2 separate regions of the Mus musculus genome follow, and region 1 is linked to region 2. Evidence: chromatin contacts called from public ChIA-PET data. All regions are on one chromosome and are shown on one strand. The core of a region is the stretch at or near the end of the contact, and the rest is flanking DNA. Distances in the headings are between cores, read along the strand shown. Region 1 holds the start of Iqgap1 (IQ motif containing GTPase activating protein 1). Region 2 holds the start of Ngrn (neugrin, neurite outgrowth associated).

Region 1 (2,700 bases), core at 28-2,527, 540 kb after region 2:
TCTCCAATACCATATTTAGTTTGTGTCTGCCCTCTCAAAGTCATGTCTTGCTCACCCTGCCCCACACTGCATCCTCCAAGCCTCTGTTTAAAAGTCAGCACCTACCTTCCCATGGCCTTGTTAAGTCCCTTCTCTTCACCCCCATTACTCTTTATACCCAGTTAGAGTTAGTTCATGCATCGTTTATCTTTATTGCACCTTATTGGTTTTTTTCTTGGAGCTGAGGACTTGCACTTGCTAAGCAAGCACTCTACCACTGGGCTAAATTCCCAACCCCTCATCTAATTATCAATCTCTGTACACCTGTCTCTTTCTCGGACAGGTTTTGAAGGCACTGTTTGATCTTTTTCATCCCTAATTTCACAAACGTAGCACACATTATAACACTATCCAATGCATAACTGGATGTGTTAAAGTATCCTTTAAGAAAGTACTTTTCCCAAAACATAAAATCTAAACCTGGGACTCAAAGGGATCCTCTTGTAACTACTATCCCACGTACAGCTGGTTAGTTTACTAAGGTTGCAGGGATAGTCACAGAAAATGAGGAAGTGGGGGGAGCCGGTTTGGGTGTGTTTATGTTTTAATTTTACTTTTGAAATGCTAAAGAAAGAACCCAGCAGGAGAAAGCATAAGCTGCTTGCCTAAAACTGCACCTCGCAGCTAGCCTGAGGCTGCGCGGGTCTGCGCCCTGGGTCACCCTCGCAGGCAGCAATCCGGGCAGCACCTTCCCACCACGCCCGAGCAGAACCCCTGGGTCCAGTGCCCAGGACACGCCCTGCACAGTCAGTTCTCCTGCCACCTCACCCTAGGCCGTCTTCCCCAATCTCAGTAGAACTAACCGGTGGAGGAGCTGGGTGGGGCTCCCCTGCCGCAGCGCCTAGCGAAGGCAGAGGCCTCCAGGTTTCTACCCGCCGCCTCCGGAGCTCGAGAAGGCTCGGGCGCCAACCTTGCTACCAGCCATACAGCCAGCTGCTCTTCCGGGTCCGTGCGGTCCCAAGCCACCCGGCGCACCCGCCCGGCTGAGCCCCTGGGAAAACCCGAGCTTGGTCCCTCGCCCGCGCACCCCCAAGCCCTCGGCACTCACAGCCATAGTGCGGCCGGACCACACCCAGGCCATCAACCTCCTCCGCGGCGGACATGGCGGCCGAGTCCAGGTCTCCGGTGAGGAAGCGCAGAGACCTTGAAGACGCGGGCGACCGTAGCAGCAGTAACTCCTGCCCAGTGCGCGGGCTGTCGCTGTCCTCAGAGCCCCGCCCCGCGCCATCGGCCCCACCCTGCAGGTCCCGCCCCGCAGACCCCGCCCTTGAGTCCACGCCCAGCTGCGCTCCCCGGAGCGAGCGGAAGGGGCGTGGTCAGTATTACAGGACCCGCCCCTGCCCTCTTCGCTCTCCACTTGCGGAAGCGAGGAGGCGGGGTGCTGTAGCGAGTCCCTAGGCCGGCTTGGTCCGTTGTCCCGACACTCCTCCGCTGTCGCCCTATCTGCGGCTCTGACTAAAAGGCCGCCAATGTCTACAGCTTGAAATCCAAATGTTTTTAGGCGCCTGCCTTCTCCTGACAACTGAGTTAACCCCCTCTGCACCGCGGCTCCTTCAAGGAGCCGTTGCAAGTGGCCCAGAGTGTGATTATTGGAAGCAAGTAGGACCCACTGTCAGGAAAGACTCCCACTCCTACTCTCTGCTACATTCTGTCAATCTGACCTCTGTTCTCCCCAACAGTGCTAAAGAATAGAACTGCTCAATCTCTTAAACTGGGGGATGACGATGCTCACGCGGAAGAGCTGTTTATCAGCTCTTTACAATCTGCAAGATCTTAGGGGGGTTATCTTGACCCTATTAATAAGGATGCCTCGTCTCTTTACCCTTGTGATCTTTTAAAGTGCCAGTATTCAACCGAATTCTATTCTGAACCAGCCTGGATTGGAGTGAATCACTGGCTCTAATAATAATAATAATAATAATAATAATAATAATAATAATAAAGTAAAAGTCCCATTCTCAGGACTCTTACCCTCACCATAAACAGTTGATGGCTTCTACTTACAATCCAGACCATCTAGAAGCCCCTCAGTAGTTCCAAACTATCTAACGTGCATTTTTGGACCTCTCACAGACACTAAAACCTGTCAAACGTTGATCCTGTTCCTGCCCCACTCTCTGGAAGTGTTCCATCACCAGTCACACACACACCCCAGGTTCCTCGACTCACCTCTATTTCTGAAGCATCTAGTTTTGTTTCTGTCCCCACCTGTGATAACACTTTTTTGATCATCATAATCTCTATTCTCACTTGTGCCAACCAGATCATCATGATTGCCAGCATGCTCTTTCCAAAGTACGGAGTTCTTTGGGAAGGGGGACAAGTCTCACTATGTAGTTCTGGCTGTCCTGGAGCCCACTAAATAGGCAAGGCTACCCTTGAAGATCCACCTGTCTCTTCCTCCTGATTGCTAGAACTAAAAGCATGTGCCACCACACCCAGCTTCCGAGTTCTTGTCATAGATGTAATTTTTCCTGTTACTCCCTTCACAGTGCAGTTTGTGTACTTTCCCATGCCAGGTGGGCACCTTTACAACCCAATTCCAGGCTCTTTGTTCCAGCCATTTTCAATTTACTAGCTCTTTCCTTACAAACTTTCTTCTTAGTTGGGCATGTTGAGGCACGACTTTAATCCCAGCACTCAGGAGACAATAGCAGGCAG
Region 2 (2,700 bases), core at 101-2,600:
AGAGATGACAGACCAATTCCAGCCCTCAACCAAGGTTAACAGGGAAATGGACATGTAAACAGGCTAATTAAGATCCAGTGTGGTAGAGATGCTAGAGGGAAGCATGGGATGCCAGTCTTGTGTGTTACTGGAGCACAGATGGGAAAGAGGTGAGAACATCTCTTTTGTGGGTACTACAACTTAGTGGGGGTCCATGTCTCTACTGCAGAAGGCCAAGCCAGCAGAAGGCTAGAAGCCATAAACAGAGCCCTGTCAGGATCAGTGCCACCCACTCTAACCCCAAGGCAGGGCTATCTTCTGCAGCCCAAAAGACAGGAAAATGGCTCATGGACTGAATGCTGCACCTTGCCCTCCATGGTAAACTCTGAACACAGAGGAAGCAAGGCTGGGGATCTTCCCCTATGCCCTGCCTCTGCACCAGTACTGCAGCATTCCAGCCCACTCCTCAACATCATCCAACACAGGTAAAAGAAGGAAAGCCCAGCACTCAACCAAAACAGCAAATGGTCTTCAATCTTTGCTAATTGAAAGACTGCCAACAAGTTCCAGATTGAAAAGCTCTGGCCAGGACCTTTGTTTGCAAAAGGCAAAAAACACGGAGACACCAAGAGTTCTTCAACATTCTAAGATTCTTTGGGGATCGGTAAAGACTAAAAGATGAAGAGCTAAGGCCAGCTTGTATGCATCGCTGCTCACCAAGCCTTAGGCTGAGTTTATCCCTAAGCGATGGGTCTGAACCCTGGGTATGGCTTGGGGCTGGAGGTCACTGGGCAACAAGGAATTCCTTTCCCGGAGGAGTCAAAAGCGACTACGGTGTAGTCGCCATCAGAAGATTGCTGAGGGTACGCCCTTCCTGCCACAGTGGCAGAATCAGGCAGGCCTGGGCAGCCTGTGCCAGAGGGGCGGCTCTGGGCAACTGAACCCGTCTTTTTATTAAAGTTTATGTCGTTTTCCAGGCGCGTGCTGTACCTCCTTTCGATCCTCCCGTCTGAGGCAAGCTCTTCTCATAGTTACAGCAGGGACGCCCAGCCCAGCCTGGTGACTAAGGCCTGTAGTTCCAATTACTTAGGAAGTTGAGACAAGATGATGAATTTAAGGCTAGGACAATTTAGACCGTTTCAAACATTTTTTCCTTTTTAATGGCTAGGGAGATAGCTCAGTGGCAGTAGCTTGCCTAGCATGTACAAGGCCCTAGCTTGGCTCCCCAGCACCACAAAACCAAAATCAGCAGGAAAGGGTGGGTAACTGGACAATACAAGGACAGCCCCCGCCCACCCAGGAAACGAAAAGCGTAGGATACCGTCTAACTTCCGGTTATTCCTTTCTGCTTCCGGGTTCGCCCTCCCACTTCCGGTGCTTTCCGGTCGCGAGCTGTAGATACCACCTCGCGTCGCAATGGCGCTCTCTCTGAGCCTCTTTTTGGGCGGTCGTGTCCGCACCTCTCTCGCTCGCTGTGGGTTCGCGTCCCAGGTCATGGCGGGCCCGGGTTCTGTCAGCTGCGAGCCGGACCCCGATTCCGACTGGGAGCCGGAGGAGCGGGAGCTCCAGGAGGTGGAGAGGTACCTGCTTCGTGGCGAGCCCTCAGCCTGGAGTTAGGCTTCGCGCCCCGGCGTTCCATGCGCCCCCCCCCAGCTCCGGGCGTCCGGCAGCCGCGTCTGCACAGGCTCTAGTTTCTTCTCATCCGTTGTCTAGGGCACAGGGGCAAGTGATCAGCTCCCTTGACACCCTAGGTCCCGTTGCTTAGTGACGTGTTTCATCACCCGTTAGAGAGTTCGGCATGCTTACGTTCAGGTGCTGTAGGTGTTAGGTTTCTGGGGGCAGTGCACCCAGAGTGCTTTAACCTGGCAGACATGCGGTCAGACGAGAGGGCTGAGCTCTCCAAGATTTAGTTGGATGCTTTTTGAAACACTAGTCTTGCTTCCAAGCTCGGCTTTTGCCATTGGTTCTTTCCCCCAGCGCTTTGAAACGTCAGAAAAAAGCAATGCGATTCCAGAAAATACGAAGGCAAATGGAGGCTCCAGGTGCACCACCCAGAACACTGACGTGGGAAGCCATGGAGCAGATCCGGTGAGACGTTGCTTACAAAATGGGATTTACCTTTTGGGGGATTTTAAGTATTTAGTATTATTGCCTTTAAAATAGAAAGCGTCATAATAAGGAACTTCCTAAACCTGTCCAGAATTTTGTTTGTTTTGCGATGCTGGGATCAGCACAGGGACTTGCTTATGGTCCACTGAGGTCATCACCTCCTAAGGACATACCTAGCTTGGTAGGTACATTATGGACAGTTGATTGAAGTTTGGAAAGCTCTTCTTTTGAGGCAACCTCATGTAGCCAGCTGACCTCCAGGACACTGTAGACAAGGATAGCTTTGAACTCTTGTCTTCCTGCCTCTGCCATCTGAGTTTTGTAATTGAGATTAAAAGTATGTACCAACGCTCCTGGATTTTTATTTTATTTATGTATTTGTTTATTTATTGACAAGACCGCTCTGTAGACCAGGTTAGCCTGGAATTCTTGGGGCAATTCTGACTCTGCCTCCCAAGTTCAGGGATTACACTGTGTATGAGTCACTACTCTTACTTGAAAGGCGTCTGAAACGAATTTTCTTTAAGGGGGCTGGAAAGATGGCTCAGTGGCTCAGTGGCTAAGAGCACTGACTGCTATTCAAAAGGTCCTGAGTTAGCTGGACATGGTGGC

The links. ChIA-PET counts read pairs in DNA pulled down with a chosen protein or histone mark.
Region 1: a contact with region 2 is called in an RNA polymerase II ChIA-PET map of memory CD8 T cells, with 32 read pairs. The contact joins the promoter of Iqgap1 here to the promoter of Ngrn in region 2. A contact is called at or near these places in 5 of 39 promoter capture datasets (the C10 cell line, hippocampal neurons, liver and 1 more), 1 of 484 Hi-C or Micro-C datasets (Th1 cells), 2 of 115 datasets of contacts at active chromatin or transcription factors (astrocytes and memory CD8 T cells) and 1 of 9 other capture datasets (liver).

What each region holds. Positions count from the first base shown.
Region 1 is chr7:80,802,054-80,804,753 of GRCm38.p6, forward strand. It overlaps Iqgap1 (IQ motif containing GTPase activating protein 1), which reads right to left and starts at 1,278. Exons shown (of 38, transcript NM_016721.2): 1 at 1,088-1,278. The coding sequence starts at 1,142.
Region 2 is chr7:80,259,865-80,262,564 of GRCm38.p6, forward strand. Ngrn (neugrin, neurite outgrowth associated) reads left to right here and starts at 1,351. Exons shown (of 3, transcript NM_031375.4): 1 at 1,351-1,559; 2 at 1,957-2,067. The coding sequence starts at 1,396. Ttll13 (tubulin tyrosine ligase-like family, member 13) reads left to right here. Exons shown (of 15, transcript NM_177765.3): 15 at 465-957. The coding sequence ends at 661.